7 separate regions of the Mus musculus genome follow, and regions 1, 2, 3, 4, 5 and 6 are each linked to region 7. The links are chromatin contacts, called in public HiChIP or PLAC-seq, capture Hi-C and promoter capture Hi-C maps. All regions are on one chromosome and are shown on one strand. The core of a region is the stretch at or near the end of the contact, and the rest is flanking DNA. Distances in the headings are between cores, read along the strand shown.

Region 1 (3,544 bases), core at 858-3,357, 310 kb before region 7:
GTAAATAAAGAGACTTAACACAGCAGACAGAGTCTTGTCTACCAAACCTTTTTGTTGGTTTTTACATTTTAAGGCAGGTTCTCCCTATGGAAGGAGCCCAGGCTTGTCTGGAAAGGGTGATCCTCCTGGTTCAGCCTCCTTAGTACTGGGATTAAAACAGCCCCATGCCCCACCTGTTTTTGTTTTGTGGGGACAGGGTCTCACTAAGTAGCTCTAACTGTACTGGAACTTGCTACGAACCAGGCTGGCCTTGAACTCACAGAATCTGCCTGCCTCTGCCTTCCCAGTAGTTACAGGTGGCTCCAGGTGTTGAGAACTGAACTCAGGTACTCTGTAAGAGTAGCAAATACTCTTAACCTCTGAGCTATCTCTACAGCTCCCAATTTACCATTTAAAAAAATATTTACCTCAGCAAAATTCTTCTCAAGCTGGGGTATAGCTAATATTTCTCTCTCTCCCATTTTCATTTTAAAAAGTTTGAAAGGCTATATGTGATGGTGATGGTTTGCAGTGGAGTCCCAACACTTTGGGGCTAAAACAGGAAGGTAACTACATATTTATGATTAGCCTGGGGTGCATATTGAATATCATGCCAAGCAGAGCTACAGCCAGGCAGTGGTGGCACAGGCCTTTAATCCCAGCACTCGGGAGGCAGAGGCAGGCGGATTTCTGAGTTAGAGGCCAGCCTGGTCTACAAAGTGAGTTCCAGGACATCCAGGGCTATACAGAGAAACTCTGTCTTGAAAAACCAAAACAAACAAACAAAACAAAAAAAAAAAGGAAGAAAGAAAAGAAAAAAGAAAAGACCCTGTCTCTAGAGGGAAAACAAGTATTGCTATTGATAATGGCACAGACATAGAAAGGAAACACCTCTCCACTATTTAAAAGAACAAGACAGGGGCCGGAGAGATGCTCAGAGGACCAAGGTTTGATTCTTAGCACTCACATGGTGGCTCACAACCATCTGTAGCTCCAGTTTCAGGGGATCTGGAGCCCCCTTCTGTCCTTTGTGGGGATCAGGCATGGATGTGTTGCGTTGTACAAACATGCATTCAGGCAAAACATCCACACACATAAGATAAATCTTATATTAAAAAAAAAAAACCCAACACGATAAAACAGATGGTTCATGCCCGTAATTCCAGCACTGGAGAAGATCAGGAATTTGACCCCGTTTCAAAAAATAAAACAGAGAGAGAAAGAAAGAGAGAGAGACAGAGAGAGAGAGAGAGACAGAGAGAGACAGAGACAGAGGACCACGGTAGGAGCCAGCCATCAGTTCTGCTGTTGTACTGAGTTGCCTACTCCTCAGAAGATTGTTCATCTCAGGGATTCACTTTTGACCTCTCAGTGTGTTTTGTCTAGCCACTTTTTCTGGTTTATGTCAACTTGACACAGAGAAGAGGGGGCCTTCAGAAATGTCTCTATATTGCCGGGTGTGGTGGCGCACGCCTTTAATCCCAGCACTTGGGAGGCAGAGGCAGGCGGATCTCTGAGTTCAAGGCCAGCCTGGTCTACAGAGTGAGTTCCAGGACAGCCAAGGCTACACAAAGAAACCCTGTCTCAAAAAAAAAAAAAAAAAAAAAAAAAAAAAAGAAAAGAAAAGAAAAAAAAAAAAGAAATGTCTCTATAACTTCAGGCTGGCTTTGTAGTGGTGCTACACACATTTAGTTCCAGCACTCATGAGGTAGAGGCAAGTGGATCTCTTAGTTTGAGGTCAGCCAAGGCTACACAGAGAGATCTTGAAAACCAAAAACCAACCAACCAAACAAAAAAACCCAGATCAGGCTGTAGATCATGCCTCTGGGACATTTTCTTAATTAGAGATTGATAGGTGGTATCATCCCTGAGCTGGTGTTCCTGGGTTCTATAAGAAAGCAGACTGAGCAAGCCATGCAGAGCAAACCCATAAGGAGTATTCTGCAGGGTCTCTGCATCTGCAGCTGCCTTCAGGAAGTGCAAGCTGAATCAACCCTTTCCTCCCAGGTTTCCTTGGTCATGATGTTTTATTGCAGCAATAAAAACCCTAATTAAGACTCTGCTCTCTGTCATTACTGCACTCTTCCCCATGCTGTGACAGCTCCTCCAGGGCAAGGTTTATGCTTTACCAGACTAGTGGACTAGGTTGTGGGAGGAGCCAAAACAACAAGCAGCTATATGTGGCGGGCAGGAGAGAGAAGCTGCAACATGCTGGGCTTCCATAAAGAAATATGCACACTGCCAGACAAAGAGGCAATGAGTTCCCAAACACCCACATCTGGTGTGGCACCCATCTCCTGGCTGTAACAGCATAAAAGTCCAACAAGGACAGGACAGAGACAAGACCTGCTATTCCTTAGGAACCTCCCAAGATGCACACTCAAAACCTAAGATGAAAGAGATGGCAGGTGGGTGTGGCGGCACATCCCTAGGATCTCAGCACTCAGGATACTGAGGTTAGACCATCACAAGTTCTGAGCTAGCCTGGACTACATAACCTGAAAGCCCCCTAAAACTCTAAGAAGTCAAGTAAAATAAAACCTCTGTTTATGCTGGGCAGTGGTGGCACACACCTTTAATCTCAGCACTTGGGAGGTAGAGGCAGGTGGATTTCTGAGTGTGAGGCCAGCCTGGTCTACAAAGTGAGTTCCAGGACAGCCAGGGCTATACAGAGAAACCCTGTCTCGAAAAACCAAAAAAGAAAAAAAATCCAAAAACCTCCATTTTTTTTTTAAAGATTTATTTATTATTATATCTAAGTACACTGTAGTTGTCTTCAGATGCACCAGAAGAGGGCATCAGATCTCATTACAGATGGTTGTGAGCCACCATGTGGTTGCTGGGATTTGAACTCAGAACCTTCGGAAGAGCAGTCGGTGGTCTTAACCACTGAGCCATCTCTCCAGCCCCAAACCTCCATTTCTTCTTCCTTCCATTGACTGTTATTCAAGGGACAAGAAAGTCGAAGGAAGGGTTGATTCAAAAAGAAACTAAGAAACTTCCTGCTTCCTTTTAAACACCTAATTCTTGCTGTACAAGTCTTTCAGGAGGCCAGTCATGCCTTCTTCCTCTGGCCTGGATCTGGACTGGAAAGGTCTGGTGTGACAGAGCAGCACTTTCTATATTTGAGAACTGGGGAAAAAAGTGTTCATTTGTAGCTGCTGGTAAGTGGTGTCAACTTTCTCCAAACACAGCACCCATCAGTGCCTGCCAATGTAATTTCATGTTTTGTTTTGATGTGTGTGTACACGTGTGCGCATGCAGGCACACATGCATGCTAGTACATGTTGAATTCAGTTTCCCCAGATACCAGGCTTATTCATATCTCTTTCTGTGCTAGGTTCTGCTCTTGGGTTCCTCCCCACAGTAGCTCACACCCCTCTTTCCTATTCCTTCTCTCACACACCCTTTACGATTTATTTATTTGTTTTATGTATGTGATTACGCTGTCACTCTCTTCAGATGACACACCAGGAGAGGGCATTAGATCCCTTTACAGATGGTTGTGAGCCACCATGTGGTTGCTGGGATTTGAACTCAGGACCTCTGGAAGAGCAGTCAGTGC
Region 2 (3,653 bases), core at 827-3,326, 420 kb before region 7:
AGGTGCCCTGTACAAAGCAGCAGTGGCACCCACATACCCATGGCCCATGATGTGCATCTTCAAGTGTTCGTTGATTTGGCCCACAGGAAACTACATAGCCAGCTCTCTATGAGCAAGAAATTAACTTAGCCTTGGCCATTCCACTAGCCTTTCCAGTTTTCCTCCACTCCACCACACAAATGCCTACTGTTGCAGCCACCACCACTCACTGTACCAAATATTCTGTATCCATTATTCTCTTTTTTCTTTTTTCTTTTTTTGGTTTTTTGAGACAGGGTGTGCCACCACTGTCCGGCTTCCATTCTTCTCATGATGGACATTCAGGCTGGTTTATTTCCTAAGCCACCGTGAATTGTGTGGCAGTAAAAATGGATGTACAAGAATTTCTGTGGCTATACAATATAGTAGTATATCTGGGTCACATGGTCTGTTATCAGTTTTTCTGAGGAACCCTTCAAACTGTCATAGTGGAGTTTCACTGCCAGGCAGTGGTGGCGCACACCTTTTATCCCAACACTTGGGAGGCAGAGGCAGGCAGATTTCTGAGTTTGAGGCCAGCCTGGTCTACAGAGTGAGTTCCAGGACAGCCAGGGCTACAGAGAGAAACCCTGTCTCGAAAAACAAAAAAAAGAAAAAAAAAAAAAACAGAAAAAAACAGAAAAATAAAAAGTAGCTACTCAGGATCCCACTAGCCCCACCCACATTTTCCCCTCTGTTGTCTTTTGTTTTCTTGACAACGTCCCAACTGAAGTGAGACAGAATCTGAAAGAGGTTTTAATTTCCATTTCCCTGATGTCTATGAATGTTGAAAACTTTTTCCAAGTATCTACTGGTCATTGTATTTCTCCTATTAGGGACTCTATTCAGCTCATGAGCCTATCTACAGACTCTAAAATGATTTTAGAGTTTAATTTTAGCAGTTATTTATATATCATAGATACCAGTCCCCAGCCAGATGTAAGCCTGGAAATTTCTTTTCCCAAGCCTGTAAATGGTCTCTTTACTCTAGTGACTGTGTCCTTTGCTTGGTAGCGATTTCTAATCTCATGTAACTCTCTCTGCCACGTCTTGGTATTGTTTCCTGTGCTATAGTCCTTTTCAGAAAATTCTTGTCTATGCCTATGTCTTCAAATATTTTTACCTGTCTTCTTCTTTCATTAGAGTTTTGATATACTGAATGTCATGGTTTGAATATGCTTGGCCCAGGAAGTGGTCTTGTTGGAGTAGGTGTGTCACTGTGAGCGTGGGCTTTACAACCCTCATCCTAGCTGCCTGGAAATGAATACTCTGCTAGCAGCCTTCAGATGAAGATGCAGAACTCTCAGCTCTGCCTGTATCATGCCTGCCTGGTTACTGCCATGCTTCTCCCCTGATGATAATAGACTGACCCCTGAACCTGTAAGCCACCCACAATTAAATGTTGTCCTTTATAAGACTTGCATTGGTCATGGTTTCTGTTCACAGCAATAAAGCCCTAACTAAGACACTGAATTTATTGTTGCACAATATGTATAGAAATCCAGTTTTCAAGCTGGAGAGGTGGCTCAGAGGTTAAAGAGCACCAACTGCTCTTCCAGAGGTCCTGAGTTCAAATCCCAGCAACCACATGGTGGCTCACAACCATCTGTAATGGGATTTGATGCCCTCTTCTGGTGTGTCTGAAGACAGTTACAGTGTACTCATATAAATAAAATAAATCAGAAAGAAAGAAAGAAAGAAAGAAAGAAAGAAAGAAAGAAAGAAAGAAAGAGAGAAAGATCCAGTTTTCCCAGCACCACTTGTTAAAGAGGGCACCTTTTCTCCAATGCATGTTTTTGATAGCTTTGTCAGAAACTTAGGTAATATGATGGCTAATCTTGTTTGTCAACTTGACTATATCTGGAATCACACCTGTGAAGGAACATGGAAGGAGAAACTTTTCACTTTTGCCTGCCTGCCTGCACTCCCCCTAGTCAAGTGCACTTCTCCTGTTGCTAAGGTAAATAGGAGCCTAAAGGCACTGGCTGGTAAGGGGTGGGATCCTGTAACTTGAGATGGAGAAGTGTAGGGGACAGGTGCTGAGGACTTTGACCCTTCAAATTCTGATGCGTCTGTCTCACCTGTGGCAGTAGTCTGCCCACTCTTAGTGTAGGGTGCGGCCCCACTGTCACACCTTGCAATATTTCCTTTTGTACCTTGGCCTGAGGAAATTAATCCTTTGTTGTCTACAAATTTCAGTGACTTTCACTGAAAGAGAAACATCAAGCAAGGCAATACTGATGCCGCTCAGTGTCTGTCGACAATAATTGCCTCTGAACTATAATCAGTATCAAGGCTAAGAAGGCTTCTAGGAGCGAAACAGAAAGTGAAATTCACAACAAAGGTGTGGTACAATACTAAAGTTTACTGAGTTTGTGAATTCATTCAAGCCGTAGTCTGGGCAATATATATGAGAATGGATTTTTAAGGGCATGAAATAATGGTGAAAAAAAAACCATAAAACTGAATCAAGCTGAATTTATTGATATGGGCCCACTGAGTTAAGGTTCTAAGTTCAATACAGACGTTCTTACAGTTAAAAAGGTATCAAAAGCGTGACTGGTTGGCTAAGCACTAGCCATACTCTACTGAAAGGGAACTGTGGATACCTGATGTCCCTTGACTTAGTATTGATGAAGGGATTTTAGGGTTCAGAGAAACTGCAATGATGGGTGTGCTGTATAAAACCGAATCCTCCACAATGGGAAGGCCCAGAAGACATTCTCTTCACTAATCCTGTGAGGCACAAAATGGTAAGAGGGGCACCAGGATTTGAAGGGCTTTGCCCCCGCTCTTCTCTTTGTGCCAGACCTTAAGGTTGGAGACACTGATGCTCAATCCAAAAAGTTAAATGGGATGGGCTTAATTAGGCCCCCAGAGTAGCAGGGCCAGGTATCAGCACTGCATTGCCAAAGGCAAGGCGAGAATATTTATCATGAAGGGCAGCACAGACAGAGTAACTTTTATGATGGCATGACTCCTACGGATCTTTTTGTACTGGCTAATAATGCTTCCAGGAATATATGTTTTTATTTTGTTTTGTTTGTTTTTACATCTATATAAGCAAAAAAAAAAATTCTCAAACAAACAAAAAGAATACTGCAGAGTAGCAAAGGGGTATCTCAACTTATCAATCAATTTCCAGACTTGAGCTAGTTTGCAGACCCCAAAGTCCTTGAATGATGAGAAGGCTAGGTCCCCCTGAGGACCTTGCTAAAATACCTAAAAGTTTTACTGTTAGCCCTTCTCCCATCCTATGACCTTTTACAAGGGTAAATGTACTCTGGGAAAAAGGAAACAATCAGGTTTTCCAGGGTTTACTGGACACTCGTTTTAAACTGACACTGGTTCCAAGAGACCCCCAAATAGCACTGTGGCCCTCCAGTTAAATCGGGGCTTATGATTATCAGGTGATTAATGGAATTTTGACTGAAACCCAAATCACAGAGAGTCTACTGGGTCCCCAAACTCATCCTGTGGTTATTTCTCCAGTTCCAGAATGTATAATTGGTATAGATATACTTAGACATTGGCAAAATCCCACGTTGGTTCCTTGACCTGTGAACTGAAAGCTATTATGGTTGGAAATCACAAATTGAAGAGACTGGCATTGCCTCTGGGAACATAGTGAACCA
Region 3 (3,648 bases), core at 1,064-3,563, 440 kb before region 7:
GAAGACCAGCAGTTTCATCTAATCCAGACCCTGAGATCTCTTAGACACTGAGCCGCCAACCAGGCAGCATACACTAGCTGATATGAGGCCCTGGACACATATACAGCAGAGGACTGCCTGGTCTTGCCTCAGTGAGAGAAGACACACTAACCCTCTAGAGACTTGGGGTGGGTTGGAGGTGGAGACATCCTTTTGAAAACTGGGGGAGGGGCGTATGGGAGGAGGAACTGTTGGTGGGCGGACCAGGAGGGGGATAACAACTGGACTAAAAAAAAGAAAAAGATTAAAGATAATTTTAAAAACAAGTAAACTCTAAGCTGATGAGCTGGCTCAGTAAGTAAAGGCACTGCTGTCAGTAGAAGCCTGACAACGGGAGGTCAATCCCTAGGACCCAGTGGTGGGAAGAAAGAACCAACTCCTACAAGTTACCCTCTGACCTCTTCCTATATGCTGTGCTATGCACACATCCTCCCATACAATAAATACGTCAATGTAATTTTTCTGTTGTTTTGAGATAGGGTCTTTCTATGTAGGCTTGGTTGAGATTAGCCTGCCTCTGAGATCCACCTGCCTCTGTATCCTGAGTACTAGGATTAAAGGCATGCACCACAACCATCCAGCTACAAATATAATTTTTTAAAAAGTCACCTTTGTTAACACAGTAGGTTTACTATAATTTAAAAACAAACAATAATGAGTGTCATCAACAATGGAGAAATACCAAAACACCAATACACTGCTAATGGAAATATTAAATGATACAGTAACTTTAATAGTATTATTTGTAGAAATCCTCAAACAGAAACCACACTGAACGTCTACCATCCACTACCTGGCTCAGCAGTAAGGAACAGTTACAGAAGCCTGAGCACCTGAGTTCAATCCTCGGAACCCATATAAAGGTGGACGGAGAAGAGAAACGCCACAGGCTCTCCCCTCATCTCCAGACGTGCCACTGCGAGTGCAGGCACACCCTACCCCCATTATGCAGACATAAAAAGAAAGTAAGGAATAAAGAAACTACAAACTTCCAAAAATTTTTTACACAATGTAATTCAAATACAACATGACTTGTGACATACAACTAAAATTCTAGCTAGTATTACAGTTGAAGGAGGAGGATTGTTTTAGGATTTAGAGACCAGGCAGGACAATAGCGTAAAAATCTTGTCTCAAAAAACAAATGAATAACCTACAGCTGGTTAGGTATTTGCTATCCAAGACCAGAAACCTGAGTTTCCTCTGATTTTCATATGCACACACAAACAATTTAAAATTTTTAAAATATATTTTTAAGAGAAAGCACATAGAAAGAGTCAAATAATTGCTTAAAAAATTAAGTTCTCAGAAAAAGATCAGAGACAGTTACAGTCTTTCTTTCAAAAGCCCAGAATTCACTTCCTTTACCTCCATAGCCTCCTGAGCGACCTCTGGCATGTGTGACTGAGGAACCAGTTGTACGAGCCCTGTAATTAGTTCTGCTGTACTGCTCTGAGTTTCAGGGCCCTGTTTTCTTGGATTCTGTAGGAGAAAAACAAACTTCAGTTTTGCTTTTAATAACTGTATTTATTATTTATATATTATTTATTATTTATATGCATGTGTGTAGACAGGACATGGGTGCAGGTGGCCATGGAGGCAGAAGAGTGTTGGCTTCCTTGGAGCTGGAGCTACAGTCAGTAGTGATCTGCCTGCCTGTGTCTGGGAACCAAAGGCAGGCACTTTGGAAAAAGCAGAAAGTACTTAAGCACTGAGCCATCTCTCCGGCCCCGTCAATCTTCACATTCTGGGTTGGGGGGGTGGGGGTGGTTTTGTTTTTTAAGACAGAGTTTCTCTACATAGCCCTCACTGTCCCAGATCTCACTCTAGACCAGGCTGGTCATGAACTCAAAGATCCACTTACCTGTTATCCAAGAGCAACGTTAGCTAAAAGATATTTAAGTTGGACCAGGCATGACAAAAGTCTTTAAAGAGACCATTCTAACACAGTGCAGAGAAATGATTGGGGAATGTAAGAAATGGTAGTAGCTGGGAACACATAGAGTGACAGGAACCAGGACAAAGATGGTACAAACACAAGACACAATCAAATTACTTCAACAAGATCCCATGATGGAGACCATCTTTACATTTCTCCTAGTAACTAAGGTTTAGAATTTATGTGTACAATATTGTTTTACTTTCCTGGGTTACTGAGGAAAGTCACTTAACCACTAGATGGCAGCAAAGAAAGCACTGTCCATGAAGCTAGGCAGCTGTCCTGGGTAGTGACAATTAGCCTATCAAAGGAAACCCCACCCACCCTCTCAACTCCCCCAAACACAAAACAAAGCCCACAAAACGCAGGAGTAGGCCGGGGGTGGAGCTTTTGCCTGCTTTACAAAACTACCTGATTCTGGTTCAATCATCCTCATCAAGGGAAGTAAAAAGGATTCCATAACTCTTGGAAGACAGCAAATTTTACTTAAAAACTATTTTCCCTCAAACAATTCAACCCTTGTTCTTCAAACAATAACCTATTTAACATGAAAATCACTGGTGACCCTGGTTCACTGGTGAACATAAAACTGCAGCCAAGTAAACAGAGTAACCCTAGCATCCTGTAGCAAGCACAGTGAGATGTCACCACAGTTCATGCCACACACCCGAGAAACCAAAAGAACAAAGTTAATTTTCAGAGTCCACTAACAAAATTTTTAAAACTTTTCCAAACTAAAGATTTAACTGTTTATTCTATTAAACTCTCAAATTTGGGTGGACTTTTCAAAAAACACAAAAAGATAATAGGTCTTCTTTTGGGGTAACCCATACTTTAGGAACTTCATCCACTCTGGCTCTATTATCTCTCATTATCAGAAAAACTATTCATATGTAAATATTTTTTAAAATTCTAGAGTGGAGGCATGACAGTACATTTCTGTAATTCCAGCACTCAGCAACATCTAGTTCAAGGCCAGCCTGGGATACCCAACAAATCTGAGGTCAGTATGTCATACATAATAAATTCAATGCCAACCTAGTATACACAGCAAGATTTTGTCTCAAAAATCAAACAAAAACACGTGTGTGCACACACACTCAAAACGTGGGGTTCATAGAATTCTTGAAACCACAGCCACTTAGTCATGAATGCCTTCATTTTAGTAATTTGAAGAGCATAGCTGCAAAACCATAAAGCACCAAAGGATGAGCCTGACACTGAGTAAAGCAGAAGGCTTTACCTGATGGTCTAGAGACTTGATAGGCCTAGTGTAGCCTCCCCCAAGCCTGAAGCAAGCTGAGCCAGACCTTGACTTTGCTATGCCACTAAGGAGATCACCTAGGGTGGAGCCTGCCTCCCTGGATCACTCTGCTGTTCAGCCACTGCCTCTGCTGCTACCTGCTGGGAGTCCGCCTACACGTGGTCACCTGCAGCTCGGCTCCAAGGATGATTTGGCAGGAATGGGCTTCCCCCCTCCTTTATAAAGCGTGTCTGCCATTAAAAATTTGAGCCTTGATCAGAATACTGTCTTGGTTCCATATCTCTCTCTTGTCCACCTAGTTTCCCTCTTCTTTTTCAGTTCCAGGCTGCCTCCCAGGCTCGAACCCAGACATGAGAGCAGCAGGCCGACCCCAACAGTCTAGGACTATAGAGACTTGATAAAAGTT
Region 4 (3,558 bases), core at 326-2,825, 490 kb after region 7:
CTTGGCAAGCTGGGCGCGGAGCTTCTGGAATCTCGCTGTCCTGCCTGAAAAAAGAAGCAGACTGAAGAAGAGTTCCTAGTTCCCTGGGTTTCTGCCCTTTATTTGCTCATCCTCTGGCCCAGCCCCATTGCCCTCCTCCAAACACAGCTGCAGCAAAGGGTCACATTCCCAGAACCCCAGCCCCAGGAGAGCTGGGAAACAGAAAACCCTCGCCAAGACCAAAGTCAGTAGGGTCACGGGCAGGAGGGATAACACGCTTAGCTTAGCTGGGGAGGTGGAAAGAAAGCATGTGTTGTCACCCTCTGAGCCAGTCCCGTTAATCTCCCTGAGCCTTACTTTTTATAAAGTGGGACCATGGTGCCTTGCCTCATCAGGTGTTGAGAGATTCCGTGAGCTAGAACAGACAAAACGTTTCGTGCCTGGAGTAGCTTCCAACTCATTCCCATAAGCCGTTATCGATTTACTGTTTGATCAGGCTAGGTGCTTGTCCCATCCTACCCCCCGCTTCGAATCTGGATTTTTGGGGCAAGAAGGGGGGTTGGGGGAGAGCTGGCAAGCACTTTGGGGGAGGTTTTCTTTTCTTCTCATAAAAGAACAAAGCTTCATTTCTGGCCTCTCCTTGTTCTCTCTAAGCTGGGTGTTACAGCATAGGAAGTAGTGGGTCAGAGTCTATTCTTCTTTCTTTATTTTTTTTAGATTTATTTATTTTATGTTTTGTGTATAAGTGTCTGCTCACATGTGCATCTGTGCACCACATGCATGTCTTGTGTCTATGGAGGTCAGAAGAGGGCTTTGAATACCCTGGAACTGGAGTTTTGAACAGTTATGAGCTGCCGTGTGGATGCTGAGAATCAAACCCAGGTCCTCTGTAAGAACAAGTACTCTTAAAGGCTGAGCCATCTTTCCAGTCCCAGAGCCCATTCCTGAGGCTTTCACTAATCCATTGATCCTCGGGGGACCACCCTGGCCACACCTTCAATGACCTCATTTATTTTAAAAAAAAAATGGACTCATTGGGCATACTTTCTAGACTCACATACTAAGTGGGATTTCTCTATAAAGAAAGTGCTCACTGGGGTAGAGTGCCAGGTTTTGGGCCAAATTCCAAGCACTGGCACACTTCTGAAGCCCCTCCGTTTTCTGTTCTGTAATCACAGGCGAGCGTGCCTTTGGTGTCTCTTCTCTATGGACCGCAGTAGTCTCAGCGGCAAAATGAAACACTAAATTTTACTCCCTACAGACGCGTGAAGCCTAAGTGGAAACCGGCATTAAAGGGCTTTAAGAATCTCAACTGCGATTCTTTAACCATCCGGAGGGGACGTGGATACATGTAGCCAGCTTGCTTCCACATTTTGGGGAGCCGAGCGAGCGGTAGGAAATGGAAGACAGCTCTTTACAGCCCTTTCTACAGCATCTTGCACACCACCAAGGGGAGACTGGGGAGAGGAGGCGGAGCCAGGTGTGGGCGTGGCTGGAGACCTGGGGTAGGGCTTGCGCCTGCGTCGGGGGCGGAGCCCGTGAAACCTAGAGGCGGGGCGTCAAATCCTTGACTCTGCTGCTCAGAGGCGTGGTTGCTGTTGAGCATCTTAGCTCCGCTGTGCTTAGATTGGAGCAGCGCTTTGTTCCGGGCACCGGCGTCTCTACCCTCCCGCGTCTGGTCCATGCTTCTCTCTCCCTTCATGCCCTTCCTAAGTCGCTGAGTCCCGGAGCTGCCCTCCTCCTTCTGCTTCTACACTTGTAGCCCAGCACCTTTACCGGATCCTGTTTGCTTTTTTTTTTTTTTTTTTTTTTCTTTCTCCTCCCAAGGCCGGGGTCTCTCTGCCAGGCCCCGCCCCTCTAGGCCTGGCATGTCCCCTGCTGCCCAGCGCCCATGGTCCTGACGCTGCTCTTCTCCGCCTACAAACTGTGCCGCTTCTTCACCATGTCAGGCCCACGGCCGGGCGCCGATCGGCTGACAGTGCCCGGACCGGATCGGAGTGGTGGCGCCAGCCCATGGTGGGCTGCGGGCGGTCGCGGGTCTCGCGAAGTGTCGCCCGGAGTGGGCACTGAGGTGCAAGGCGCCCTGGAGCGTTCGCTGCCTGAGCTGCAGCAGGCGCTGTCCGAGCTGAAACAGGCAAGCGCGGCGCGGGCTGTGGGCGCGGGTCTCGCCGAGGTCTTCCAGCTGGTAGAGGAAGCCTGGCTGCTGCCGGCCGTGGGCCGCGAGGTGGCCCAAGGTCTATGCGATGCTATACGTCTGGACGGTGGCCTCGACTTGCTGTTGCGGCTGCTTCAGGCACCGGAGCTAGAGACCCGTGTGCAGGCCGCGCGCTTGCTGGAGCAGATCCTGGTGGCTGAGAACCGGTGAGGGAGAGTGGGGTGAGGTGTGGGGTTGCCAGGGCAGTGAAGGTGGTTGGAGACGGTATCCCATTGCTGATTTTGCCCTAAGCCCATAATTCTCCCGTGCATCTGGGTGTCTTTCTGTGTTACCTTCTCACCAGGGCAGCCATGACCTTATTCTGCAGCGTCTGATCAGGAACAGAAAGTTTTTTGGTTTTTGTTTTGTTTTGTTTTGTTTTTGTTTTTGCTAGGACGAAATAGTAGGGGCAGAGAAAACTGAGGTATCTTTCCTTCCTATGGGAAACTGCTTGACTGCTTCTCCTTTGCCTACCTCCTGAGACCTCCTTTTGAACTATTATGAAGCCTTTGAAGGGCCCACTTTCCCGGTCTTCTGGTGCCAGAGCAAAACAGGCTGTCACACTAATTTTCACCAAAATCTCAGGCTCTCAGCTCAGAATTTTTAGAAGAGTCGCTTTCAGCACGCAGCCCTCACAAGTGTCACGACGTGTTTTCTCTGGCATTTTTGATCACCTTTGATATGTGGAAATTACACAACTGTCCAAAAAATGCACAAACAGAATGATTTGGGTTGGGAGACCCAAGGTAGGTTTCTGCTTGCTTAACCCCTCTCATCTAATATCCGCTGTCCTGACTGGGATAGGCCATGAGTATGGAGAACTGGAAAATGGAGTAGGTGCTTGCTGAGTGTGTTGGAGCCCAGCTTGGCTGGTGTTGGCTTGGTATGGTCAGGGAGTTAGAACTGGTGGTACCTGTGGGAAGTGGGTGCAGGAAACATGATGCAAACATACGGATATGTTTTCAGGAATGGAAATGACTATCCTTACTTATTGACAGCTCTGAGAGAGTAACCTCTATCTAGTGTACAAGTCCCCAAACACATGCGGATGCCTTTTCAGGACCAAGGACAGGGCACAAGTCCCGCTATCCCTCATGCTCCCTCCCCAGAAACCCCGGGGCTCTGCTTTCATCCATGGGGACAAGACTGGAAGGGAGAGAAGCAGGGAACACACGGGGGCTTTGTGTTTATTCTCCACCCATCAGCCTCCTCGGTGCCTCTTTTTGCCATCCCATTCTGGCAGTTCTGGACTTCCCCAGGGTGATGCTGCAGCCACTTCCCAGAATCCTAGCTCACTGGCTCTCACCCATGAACTGTCAACAGTGTAGGGATCTTCAACTCTGGTCCCATAATACCCAGTGAGGGCACTGCCTAACTAGCAGCCC
Region 5 (3,697 bases), core at 460-2,959, 290 kb after region 7:
CTTGTTTGTTTATTCTTTATTACACATATTTATATTTGTTTGGTTTGAGACCCTAGATATCCTAGGACTTTCTTTGTAGAGCAGGTTGACCTTGAACTCACAGAGATCCACCTGCTTCTGCCTCCCAGGTGCTGGAATTTAAGGCATGTGCCGCAACATCTGGCTACATATTTCTATGAACACGGGTCAATGACAAACTTCTCTGGAACTCAACCCAAGTCAATTCCTTATATTTCAAAACCATGTTGAACTTTGGAACTTTGGAACTTTGGAATATATCATTGTTCATATGATCCTGGGATTTTTTTCATGGGCTCATATTTTCTGCTGAAATTTCTCTATGCCTTCTTTCTTGGTTTAACCAACAATTTTACAGGCAGTACTTCACCTTTTACAGATGATGGGAGCTGAAAAGTTTACTATGTCCTCAACAGCCCATCAGGGAGCTGTAGGCAGGGAGATGCATTAAATACACTATTGGTGTTACAGTCAGGTAATGCAAATTGAGGAGTAGAAGTGGAGAGGAGCTCAAAGGTGTTTAAGACTACTTTCTTGATAGGAAAGGGAAGAGTGGACAGGCAAAAGAGGAATCAAAAATGGCCTCTAGGTTTTGATACACAGTTTTATTGAAAAGAATGTCTGTTAGCCTAGTATTTAAGAATAAATTTAGGTTAAGCAAAGTAATATCAAAGAATGATGTTCTTCTAGTAAAATTTCAATGAATGGAACTTACTTGACCAGAAAACTTTGGGAGATTATTACTGTTTAGGGGCTTTAACGTGTTTTTTTTTTCCCCTGGTTTTTAATTTGTATAAATTTTGCAGTCTTGGTATACTGAAAATAAAGCCTCTTTTTGGTCAAAATCAAGCTTAACTGATGAGTCTACTTTGTTTCGTATTACGAAACCTTGAGTTTTTGAAGCTTAACATGCCTTTTTGCTCCTTCTATTTTTTCCCATATCTTGTACCTTAGAAAGAGTTGTAGATGGCTCCTATCAATGGACCAGTGATAATTTAGACTCCGCCTTCTCCGCCTAAGTCCCGCCCACATCAAAACCACACCTCTCTCTTAGCCCCGCCTCCTGAAGATGTCGTCTCCGATATGACAGCAAATTCTCCACAATGCTATCCAATGGGACATACGAAAGGCGGGACCTATGTCAATCTTTTTTCCCCCATTTGTCCAATTATATATCTATTTGTACTCAGTTCCATCCCACTTAGTCTTCAACCCAAGGATTGGTTTCTCTGTTCTTTGTTCCTGGCTCGTGATTGGTTTTTTTCCTCATTCCGCCCCTCTCTTCTAGCTCTTGCAGGCGGGATTAGCACGCAGCTTCCTGCTCTTTCCAAAAATAAAAAAATAAAAAAAAAATAAAAGAAGAAAAAGAAAAGAGGAGAGAGGCGAAAGAAAAAAAAAAAAAGTCACGGAGATTTTTGATTTTTAATTGGCTTTCAGTCTTGTCGGTCAGGCCAAGATTTGCCTTTTTATTGGTCTGTCTGTCTGCCCATCCTGAACCGGGGGCGGGATTTCCCCAGGAGACCCACACCTGGTTGCCACTGGTCGACCAGTGCGCCTGTCTGAAGCTTCCGGCCAGGGATTGGAGGCGGACGCGGACAGGTGGGCGTGGATTGGCTAGGGCAGCCGGTCAGTGTGAGGCGGGGGCGGGGCCTCGGCGGCTGGTTGCGCGTGTCCGCCGCTGGCTCCGCTCTATCCGGCTTTGCTAGGGGAGGTGAGTCCGGCCGCGGCGGCACCGGCGGCTGAGAAGGCGGCGGCTGAAGAGAAAGCGGTCACGGCGGCTGTGGAGAAAGCGACCGTGGGCACGGAAGCCGGGTGGGGGGGAGGGGGGGAGACGGAGCAGCCTTGAGCCCTGCAGGGGCCGTCGCGCGGGGGACCCACCCGCTCTCCCCCCCAACCCTCCTCAGCACAAGCCGGCGGCGGCGGGGGCAGGAGTCAGCCTGCTTCCGACCGTCCCCCGCCCGCTTCCCGGGGCTCCTATTCTTTGGCCCCGGGACCCTAACCTCCTCCGGGGCGGTTCCCTGTGTCTGGGCGTCCGAGTACTGCCCACCGCTCTTTCATTCCCTCCCTGCACCTTCTTCCCTTCACTTTTGCCGGGGTTTTCTCTCTCCTCTTCTGTCCTGCCTGTCGCCTCTTCGCCTCACTCTCTTCCTCCAGCCTCCTTCCCTGGCTCATTCTGCCTAGGAAAGTTTGGTACATCTCCTCAGTCCCCCCAATCAGGTCAACCAGACTCGGAGTAGGGGGCGATGTAGGAAGGCCTGAGAGTTCGAGGGGAGGGAAGCTGGAAGCTGGTTTCCCTGATAATTTCCCCTCATCTTTTTTGATTTAGAGTGGTTGGAATTTTTTTTTAATTGTGTTTTTGAGGAGGTGGGAGGTGTTTAGAAAAGGATGTGGGAATGGAAGGGGTAGATGAGTCAACCCTCTTACAAGATTCCAAGGGTGGCGTGTTACCAGATCCTTTTCGTGTGCGGAGTTCAGGGGGTCGGGAGGTTTGGCCTTTATTCCCACATTCAAAGTTGGAACCTCCCCCCCATTAAGAATGGAGTTTTAGTATCCACTTGTGGCAGGAATCCTGGGGGGAAGGGGCCCTTTTCCCTTTTTCTTTTCCTTTTTTTTTTCTTCTTATTTTATGTTCTTAACTTTTATTTTGACAACCCATACCCTTCCACACACTCTCACCCCCAAATCGAACACCCAAGATTGTCAAACTTGTCTGGATTGACCGATGAAGACATAAAGCCAGTTCCGCTCTATGTTTTTTGAGGTGGAGTGAGTGGTTTTTCTTCATTTTTTTAAATGGCCAAATGACAGCTTGACCCAGTTTGCTTTCCAATCAAAGGGCATTTTTTTGAATGTCTCTTTGTGGCACAAGAGCCAACGCAAAAATGATGGCGGCTTACAATGGCGGTACATCTGCAGCTGCAGCAGGTCACCACCACCACCATCATCACCACCTTCCACACCTTCCTCCTCCTCACCTTCACCACCACCACCACCCTCAACACCACCTTCATCCGGGGTCGGCTGCTGCCGTACACCCAGTCCAGCAGCATACGTCTTCGGCAGCTGCGGCAGCCGCCGCAGCAGCTGCAGCCGCAGCCATGTTAAACCCTGGGCAACAACAGCCATATTTCCCATCCCCGGCACCGGGTCAGGCTCCTGGGCCAGCCGCAGCAGCCCCAGCTCAGGTACAGGCTGCTGCAGCTGCTACAGTTAAGGCGCACCATCATCAGCACTCGCATCATCCGCAACAGCAGCTGGACATTGAGCCGGATAGACCAATTGGATATGGAGCCTTTGGCGTTGTCTGGTGAGTATCAAAACCACAACTCCACATGGTTCTTACGGGGCAAGCCATGCTTCATTGGTTTTACTCCCATCTTGACCAAAGTAGAGCGAGCTTTTCCACTCAACTTGAGGGAGCCATCCTCCTGGATGACGATGAGGCCTAGTGCACTGGCACTCTAGGCCCGTGCTTTTTGAGTCATGTCAAATGGTAGTGGAGCATTTTCTCCAGAGTGACACAAGTTTGCAGACTGATGAACTTGCCTTCCAAGAACCTCACTCAGAGAGCTACTGAGTGTAAGATCAGCAGGTAAATGTGTGAAATACCTCCTACAAAGACCTTGGCCATCTCAAGTGTGGTAGTTTGGATTGGCTGCTCAATTACAGCAGGTGTCAA
Region 6 (3,564 bases), core at 287-2,786, 430 kb after region 7:
TTTACCTCTCTACTTTCTAGTTATCAGTGCCTGTTGCCTCATCTGTCCCTGTCGTCCTTGGGTCCCACAGTCTATTATGTCAACCACTTGTCCACCTTCTTCGGCTCACCTTTATCTTCCTGACCACCCTCTCCCTGATGCATCCAAAATGCTTTCCTGAGCAGACCCAACACTGAGAGCCATCTACCTCAGCAACGCCAACCCCTCTGTCTTAGTACTATGGTAGCTACCACTGGGCACACAGACTACCCTACCTAACCCTAATTTTTGCTTTCCCTTAGCTATACTTTCCTTCACTTCTCTGGGCAGAAACTTCAAACCCATTTAGACATCCCAGTCTCCTTTGCTGAAATGGGCACACTGGAGCAAGCATGGTGCCTATGACTTTAATTCCAGCACTTGGAAGGCAGAGGCAGGGTGAATCTCTGTGAGGTTCAGGCTAGCCTTGTCTACACAGCCAGTCACAGGGTTACATAGTGAGAGGCTGTCTCAAAAAGTGAATACAAAAGAAAGAGAAGGACACGTGGGGTCCATTTCTCTACCTCTTCCCGACCAGTTGTCTACACTCTGTCTCCATTTCCCTACCTCCCAATACACTGCTCTCCAGCCATAGGACTTCTCATTGGTACTGGTGGACAGCACTCAGTGTCAACCGTGACACAGCTACTCCATTCTTCCCTGTGACCATCATTCGCTTGGTCATCTCCTCCCATGACCCTTATGATTCTGTAGGATCTCTTAATGCCCTTCGCTCTCTAACCTTCAAATGCTCTCACAAATCTAAACCAAGTTCATCCAACTGCCCGCCTGCCTGCTCAAGGTCTCTTTGGTTGGTTGGTTTGGTCTGAGACAGGCTCTATGTATCCCTAGCTTGCCTGTAGACCAGGCTGGCCTAGACCTTACAGATTTCTGTCCACACCCGGCCCTTTGGGGCTCTGGTTCAAATGGTGCAAGAGATGGAAGTCGGGCCTTCTTGAGTGCTAAGTAAATGCTCTATACTTAGCAGTACCCAAGCCCTAACCCTGCTCAGTGTATACAAAGCACAAACTTAATTTCCTTTCCCTTGAACCCAAGTCCTGTGTTCCCTATTCTCATCGAATGGCAGCCCCCATCTTGTCCCAGGCCTATCAGGGTCCATCATATAAAATCATTATTTGTGGGCTGAGCAGTGATTTTGGAGCCAGCAGGAAAGTCCGGCTCGCAGCGCTCCTAAACTGCCACTGCGGGTTCTGGTTTTACTGGCCCGGGGTCCCAATACGGAACAGAACCCAGCGAATAAAACACTCGTGGCACAGGGAAGACCAGCGCACGCAGCCCGAGGCTGCACACGCGCACCCGCCGACGTGGACCGCTCAGAGCCACGCCCCCTCACGCGGTACTCCCAGCAGCCAATGGAAACAACAGGTAGGCCATCATTCAAACTATAGCCCCGCTATATGGGCGGGCCACGAGGGCCTCCACCCACTCACGAGCCGCTTCTGTTTTTCCCCTTCGACCAATAGGTACGGCCTGTGTGAGCCGGGGGCGGGACGGCACAGCTCGGGCGCGGGGCTTCTAACCACGTAGCAGGCTTCTATCACCGGCTTGCCAGTCGTAGCCCAACGGACAGGAGGGAACATGGGGGCCCTGGCAGCTAGGCGCTGTGTCGAGTGGCTCTTGGGCCTCTACTTCGTCTCGCACATCCCCATCACGCTGTTCATCGACCTGCAGGCGGTGCTGCCGCCCGAACTATACCCGCAGGAGGTGAGGCTCAGGGGTCCCCACGTGGCCGTCCTGATTTCTGTTGGCTCCGTGCCTGACTTCGGCCCCAGCCGGCTGTCCCCAGCCGTTGACCACCGCTTTGTTTTTTTCAGAGCGGAACTGAGGGTGCAACCCAATGGTAGGGCGCATGCCTAGGAGGTCCTGGGTTTGAGCCCCATGTACTCGCCAATCCTTTGCAAAACCTTTGCCTGGGTGTGTTTCGCTCCCATGGTTTTAACTACGGCAGTTGGCTGAGGGAAGTTGCCTGGGTGAACCAGTGTCTGTCACGTGTTGAATCTATTGCGTTTGGATGGACTTTAAAAGTCCAGTGTAAGCCGAGAAAGAAAAAAAAGTCCTGCGTAGTAGAATAAAATGACTGAAGGGTTAGCCCTTGGTTAGTGCTCGTGGCATTCATACACTCCTTCTGGGTCTGGATCTAGCTTGAGGAGCAGTTGAGGAAATGTCGCTTTTCCAAGTCAGTTTTGAATTGTTTGAAGATGAGCTACCGTTCCCTGCGCTTTGGAGAGCATTCTTTGACCCGATTTTAAGGTCAAGATTAAGCATGCCTCTCCAATCTACTGACGGACTTATCCACCTAAATGTTTGAAATGGCTGAAATGCTCTTTAAATGTTTCTTCTTTGCAGGGCAGTTCTTAATCTTAAATCCGTAAATTCTCAATGGTGGCTGCAAAATGACATGTGCCTTGTGTTCTCTGAGAGGACATGACACAGGAATTGTCACCTACTCAACAAAGTTAAGGAGTGACACCATCAGCAGTGTCACCCCCCACTCCCTTAAGTCTTTTTGGTTTGTTTGTGGAACCACGGGATTGCAAAGACCTTTGATCTACAGGGGAAACCCGTAGGTAGCATGTGGCAAGAGCACCGGTCTGTGGTGCTGCTTTCCCAAGGACTGGCTGCCTGTGGACATGTTGAGGGCCCTATGGATCCTACTTTTTTTTCCCCTTAAAATAATAGTTCATTTGAATCCATTGCAAGAGGACCTCAGGCCAGGCTGTAACTGACATGTAGCTACAGCTTTAGATTGTAAACTCAAAAGATTGTGGGATTGAGGCTGTGGCTCCGTAGTAAAAACATTGGCCAGCATGCACGAGGCCCTGGATTCAAATCCCAGCACCAAAACCAGTGTGTTATCAAGTTAAGTTGATTTGTTTCACTCCTCTAAGACATTGTCACAAACGCAGTGGCTTACTTTACCCCCAACGTTATGCTTAAGCTGCTCGGAGGTTAGAAATTTAGAATGTTCGGTCTCAGGCTCAAAGGTAGACTACACTCCTTGCCTCTTCCAGGTGGCTGGGTTTGCAGAGCTGCGGATCACACTCAGGCCGCACAGTCTACCCACTGACCTTTCTTTGGCTGTGGCCCTTTCACTGCAATCTCTGCAGGTCATCCGTCATATTGCCACTTCATCTGTATTCACATCTCTCTCTGCCTTTTATAAGGTCACTTGTAATTCACGAGGGCCCACCATGTAACCCAGGAAAACCTCCCCTTTGAACATCCTTCTGTACACCTGTGGTCCTATTGGACATGGATTAGGACATGATACCTTTGAGTGCTGTCAGCCTGCTGCCACGGAAGGGCCTGACAACTACAAAGAGGCCATCAAAACTTTGCACTAGCTATAGCCATGAAGAAGGGGAGTCACTGTTTCTTTGGGGTTTGGTAGCAGTGGAGATAAAACCCAGGGCTTTGCATACTGAGCTACCCATAGCCCTTGTTTTTCCTTTGGTATTGTGTTTGAGGTTTGTTTTTGTTGTTTGGTTGGGTTGGGTTTGGTTTGTTTAAAAATTGAATTCACCA
Region 7 (3,639 bases), core at 1,052-3,551:
TTGCTTCCTTTTTGGAGCTGTGATGCACAGAACTGTTTTGAACAAACAGCCAGGGCTGGGGCACAGGAGAAGGGCCTGGCTGCTGTATTGAAGCTGAAGCACCAGTTCTGGCTGGGTTCTTTTACATCCCAACTTGCAGAGAATGGGGATTCCAGTTGCCCCAAATCCCAACCCGTTGGTAGTTGCCTAGCATGACAAAACTGTCCTTGGTGTCCATGATAGCCAGAGGACTGCGAAGAATTCCCTTTCCACTTTGCTCCAACAGGATAGCCTGCTCTTGAAATCCAGTCAGTTCCTGTTGAGTAAGGCACTTATAACTGGGGCAAAGGTAAAAGGAGGCGCGTGGCCTCTAAGAAAGCATATCTAAGAATTAGTCTTTGCAAGTTTTGGTGTGTCTCGGCTGAGTGTAAGAAGAAATCGTGTTGCAGATAAGTGTCTGACTTCCTCCTTGGAACTGATTTTCCCCTTGGTATCCCTTGGTACCCAGAGGGCCATTCTGTGATACTGTAACAGAATGTTGCAGGCTAACTAATTCATAGAGAACGTAGGCTAACTAGTTCATAGAGAATGTATGTTTCTTTCTCTCTACCCTGGAGGCTGGGAAGCACAAACCAAGATAACCGTCTTATGACTGCATGGTTGAAGGCAGAAGGTAGAAATATAGGCAAGAGGTCAAATCTGCAGCTGCATGTCTTTTGCTAAGCCACACCAGTCCAAGGAAAAGAACCAGTCCCCAAACCGAATCAGCTCCCATGGTGCCGGGTACACTTCCCAACACTGATGCTGTGGGAATAAGTTTGCAGCCCATACTTCTCTGGGAATAACGACCACAGCTTTGTCACAGCAAGCTTGCTCCTAGCTAGCCATAGTGCAATCCCAAAGTCCTGAATGAGTCCAGGTAAGTCTGTTTTCCTGGCTCCCCAGTCCCACCCCCACCCCAAACCTGTCCTGCAATTCTTTGCTTCACTGATTATTTCCCTTAACTCATAACCTAAGCTGCAGGAGCTGGGTTTTGGTTTTGTGTTTTTGTTTAAGGCAGGGAAAGGCTGGTGATGTAGTTCAGTTGGTGGAGTGCATGTCTAGCTCATAGGAAGCCTTAGGTCCTAACCCCGGCACCATCAGGTAGAGGTGAGTCATAGGTATAATCCAAGCACTTGGGAGGTAGAGGCAGGAGGATCAGAAGTTCAAGGTTGGGGCTGGAGAGATGGCTCACTGGTTAAGAGCGCTAATTGCCCGAAAAACAAAAACAAAACAAAACAAAAAACAAAGACAAAAACAAAAAACCAAAAAAAAGAGCACTGACTGTTCTTATGAAGGTCCAAAGTTCAAATCCCAACAACCACATGGTGGCTTACAACCATCTGTAATGACATCTGACATCCTCTACTGGTGTGTCTGAAGACAGCTACAGTGTACTTACATATAAATAAAAAATAAAAATTATTAAAAAAAAGAAGAAGTTCAAGGCCATCCTTGGCTACATACTGGGTTCAAAGCCAGCCTGGTCTACATGAAGAAAAGGAGGAAGTGGGGAGGGAGGAAAGGAGGAGGGAGCAATTATGTATGTTGTAGACTAGGCATGCTGGGAATTCATGATGGGTCATCTCTCCTGGCTTCAAAACTATTTCAAATATTTCCTAGGGTCTCCTCCCTTGTCACTTGGAATATTCTACTGTGTCCAAAGTATGTTTCCTCTTCTTACCCCAAAACAGAGGGACAGAGGGGAGAGACAAGGAGAACAGACAAATTCACAGGCAGATGGCAATGAAGTTCCCAGGGCCCCCACATAGTCCACATTAACAACCTCAGCGGTGGTGTGTTTCTTGCAAAATAGCTCTCCATGGTTAAGCTTTCACACCAGGGAGAGATGCTTCTTGGAAGCCTACAGCATCACAGAGATTTCGGAGTGCCCGTAAGGAGTTGTGTAACCTTGCTCATGCTGCCCCTTGGTCTTTCTGAGCACTGTTTTCTCTGCACATACAAAGGTCTGAGGAAGGTCTTTTCCACGGATGCCCACCCAGAGGACAAATGAAGGCTCAGCTCTGCTAGATGGGGTGAGGAAGCAGGCTCAGAAGCACAGCCACTTCTGGCCGAGGCTGTCGAGGAACGCCTGCTGGCCATGTGACTGGTTCTCTGGGCAGAGCACAGGAAGGGAAAGTCAAGGCAGAGCAGGGAACACCCAGTGTCCACTGGTCCTAGGTCCTCCCACTGAGTCCCACCTCCAGCCCTCCACCCTGACATCAGCTTTCTTTTTCTCTAGACACTTCCCTCAGCCACTGAGCTCCTCCCCTTGAAGAAGTGCCAAATAGCTGTGGTTTCTGTTTCCTAGCTCAGCCCTGCCCTGCGCAGAGTTCTGTCGTCCACCATCGAGTGAGGAAGAGAGCATTGGTTCCCCTGAGATAGAAGAGATGGCTCTCTTCAGTGCCCAGTCTCCATACATTAACCCGGTGAGTTGTGGGATGCAGTTGTGGGGTGATTGAGGAAAAGCTAACGGCCACATCCAGGGGAAGTTGCTCTGGACCTGTGGGGAAACAACGGAGTGGCACAGATAGAGGGTGGGGTGTCCTGCAGACAGCACATAAGGGACAAACATGCCAGGCATGTCAGCTGGGTCATCCTGATGCAGCTCGTGTCTCATGCTAGGCTTGCTGTGCCTCTGAGGACCCAAGGGTGCCACTCACTATGATTTATGAGGTGAATTAACATGTGCCTGTTCCATGCTACCTGGTAGCATCTACAAAGGAAGGAGACGGTTTATATGATGATGTGGATGGGCTTGTTGGGGGTGGGGGGAGGTAGCAGGTAGCAGATATTCACATGACACTTAAAGTGTCTGCCTTAGAGAGGATCTCTGTTCAGCCATTTACAAACTAGGTGATGTCGCACGCGCAGTACTTTCTCCTCTCTGTATCTGTAAAATGGAAATAATACTTAGTCTGTCTCCTGAGGTTAAAACAAGGAGAAAGCAGATAGCACACGTGGGTGTTTAAACAGCACCTGGAACATGGAGGTGTCTTGGGAGTGCACGGGAGGGGAACAGGGAAGCCCTCCCCTCTGTTCTCCAAGGGCCACATCAGAATTCACCCAAGAACACTTCCAGAGTGTGTGCAGACAGGCAAGTAGGGACTGTCTTTTAGTGCAGGGTGCAAAGGGCTGCCTTGGGCTCCTTTTTCCACCCCCTGTCTATAGGTGGTTTTGTTTATACACTAGGAAGCTTAGTAGCCACACTGTAAGTGGAGACACTGAGACTTTGAGAGGTCGAGGCCTTGCCACATGTCCTCAGATGGTGGGTGACAGCGAAGGAAAGTGCTTTTCCCAGAAGAGGGGATGCTCATGGGGAGATGGCAGTAATGGAGACGAAAGTGATGCTCCCAGGAACCTTCTGTAGAGTCGCCGTGTGTGCAGGTGGGAGATAGCAGGGTCTGTAGGTGAGCTGGCTGCCAGAGCCCAGCGTCAGAGCCTGATCTAGCACGGCTCTGGGCTTTGCTTGGGGCTACCAGTGTCCTCAGCCACAGGGTTAAGGCTTCTAACTTGGGACCTGCATGGAAGGTAGATGGGAAAGCTAGAAGGGACTGTCCAGTGTCTCTGTGGGGCCTTCAAGGGCAGGACGTGTCACAGGGGCATGATACACCCACTCTG

Evidence for each region. Promoter capture Hi-C pulls out the DNA fragments that hold promoters and counts their contacts. HiChIP or PLAC-seq counts read pairs in DNA pulled down with a chosen protein or histone mark. Capture Hi-C pulls out chosen DNA fragments and counts their contacts.
Region 1: a promoter capture Hi-C map of the HPC-7 cell line shows a contact between it and region 7. The contact joins the enhancer-like site here to the promoter of Lgals9 in region 7. A contact is called at or near these places in 25 of 39 promoter capture datasets (the 3T3-L1 cell line, 3T3-L1-derived adipocytes, the C10 cell line and 15 more), 8 of 15 datasets of contacts at CTCF or cohesin (the NIH/3T3 cell line, embryonic stem cells, hippocampal excitatory neurons and 3 more), 111 of 484 Hi-C or Micro-C datasets (3T3-L1-derived adipocytes, the 4T1 cell line, the 63-12 cell line and 55 more), 21 of 115 datasets of contacts at active chromatin or transcription factors (the HPC-7 cell line, the NIH/3T3 cell line, PVALB interneurons and 14 more) and 4 of 9 other capture datasets (adipose tissue, embryonic stem cells, liver and 1 more).
Region 2: a promoter capture Hi-C map of neutrophils shows a contact between it and region 7, with 3 times the contacts expected there. The contact joins the enhancer-like site here to the promoter of Lgals9 in region 7. A contact is called at or near these places in 18 of 39 promoter capture datasets (the 3T3-L1 cell line, 3T3-L1-derived adipocytes, the C10 cell line and 12 more), 9 of 484 Hi-C or Micro-C datasets (the G1E-ER4 cell line, the HPC-7 cell line, cardiomyocytes and 4 more), 4 of 115 datasets of contacts at active chromatin or transcription factors (acute myeloid leukemia, bone marrow-derived macrophages, fibro-adipogenic progenitors and 1 more) and 3 of 9 other capture datasets (adipose tissue, embryonic stem cells and liver).
Region 3: a promoter capture Hi-C map of embryonic stem cells shows a contact between it and region 7, with 2.2 times the contacts expected there. The contact joins the enhancer-like site here to the promoter of Lgals9 in region 7. A contact is called at or near these places in 15 of 39 promoter capture datasets (the 3T3-L1 cell line, 3T3-L1-derived adipocytes, HPC-7-derived erythroid cells and 10 more), 6 of 115 datasets of contacts at active chromatin or transcription factors (acute myeloid leukemia, bone marrow-derived macrophages, embryonic stem cells and 2 more) and 3 of 9 other capture datasets (adipose tissue, liver and macrophages).
Region 4: a promoter capture Hi-C map of liver shows a contact between it and region 7. The contact joins the promoter of Sarm1 here to the promoter of Lgals9 in region 7. A contact is called at or near these places in 11 of 39 promoter capture datasets (the C10 cell line, the HPC-7 cell line, cranial neural crest and 6 more), 1 of 484 Hi-C or Micro-C datasets (liver), 3 of 115 datasets of contacts at active chromatin or transcription factors (embryonic basal ganglia, embryonic stem cells and memory CD8 T cells) and 2 of 9 other capture datasets (adipose tissue and macrophages).
Region 5: a capture Hi-C map of macrophages shows a contact between it and region 7, with 2.0 times the contacts expected there. The contact joins the promoter of Nlk here to the promoter of Lgals9 in region 7. A contact is called at or near these places in 1 of 115 datasets of contacts at active chromatin or transcription factors (effector CD8 T cells) and 2 of 9 other capture datasets (adipose tissue and macrophages).
Region 6: an H3K27ac HiChIP or PLAC-seq map of acute myeloid leukemia shows a contact between it and region 7, with 5 times the contacts expected there. The contact joins the promoter of Tmem97 here to the promoter of Lgals9 in region 7. A contact is called at or near these places in 16 of 39 promoter capture datasets (3T3-L1-derived adipocytes, the C10 cell line, the HPC-7 cell line and 9 more), 11 of 115 datasets of contacts at active chromatin or transcription factors (the SCID.adh cell line, acute myeloid leukemia, bone marrow-derived macrophages and 6 more) and 1 of 9 other capture datasets (liver).

Annotation. Positions count from the first base shown.
Region 1 is chr11:79,292,659-79,296,202 of GRCm38.p6, reverse strand. No RefSeq gene overlaps it. Among named protein-coding and RNA genes, the nearest start is that of Gm30561, 11 kb to the left of the region's middle. Within about 2 kb of position 2,107, at least 30 of the 459 cell types and tissues checked have an H3K27ac peak or open chromatin away from gene starts, as enhancers often do. A contact at or near this core is called in the HPC-7 cell line, the N1E-115 cell line, acute myeloid leukemia and 2 more, where this site is marked.
Region 2 is chr11:79,402,499-79,406,151 of GRCm38.p6, reverse strand. All of the region lies in intron 5 of Nf1 (neurofibromin 1), which reads right to left. Among named protein-coding and RNA genes, the nearest start is that of Nf1, 64 kb to the right of the region's middle. Within about 2 kb of position 2,076, at least 22 of the 459 cell types and tissues checked have an H3K27ac peak or open chromatin away from gene starts, as enhancers often do.
Region 3 is chr11:79,426,451-79,430,098 of GRCm38.p6, reverse strand. It overlaps Nf1 (neurofibromin 1), which reads right to left. Exons shown (of 58, transcript NM_010897.2): 14 at 1,408-1,521. Among named protein-coding and RNA genes, the nearest start is that of AU040972, 56 kb to the left of the region's middle. Within about 2 kb of position 2,313, at least 43 of the 459 cell types and tissues checked have an H3K27ac peak or open chromatin away from gene starts, as enhancers often do. A contact at or near this core is called in embryonic stem cells and stem cell-derived epiblast-like cells, where this site is marked.
Region 4 is chr11:78,495,771-78,499,328 of GRCm38.p6, reverse strand. Sarm1 (sterile alpha and HEAT/Armadillo motif containing 1) reads left to right here and starts at 1,575. Exons shown (of 9, transcript NM_172795.3): 1 at 1,575-2,340. The coding sequence starts at 1,871. It overlaps Vtn (vitronectin), which reads right to left and starts at 209. Exons shown (of 8, transcript NM_011707.2): 1 at 1-209.
Region 5 is chr11:78,695,437-78,699,133 of GRCm38.p6, reverse strand. Nlk (nemo like kinase) reads left to right here and starts at 1,709. Exons shown (of 11, transcript NM_008702.3): 1 at 1,709-3,325. The coding sequence starts at 2,868.
Region 6 is chr11:78,548,707-78,552,270 of GRCm38.p6, reverse strand. Tmem97 (transmembrane protein 97) reads left to right here and starts at 1,536. Exons shown (of 3, transcript NM_133706.2): 1 at 1,536-1,743. The coding sequence starts at 1,618.
Region 7 is chr11:78,983,586-78,987,224 of GRCm38.p6, reverse strand. Lgals9 (lectin, galactose binding, soluble 9) reads left to right here and starts at 2,301. Exons shown (of 10, transcript NM_001159301.1): 1 at 2,301-2,447. The coding sequence starts at 2,409.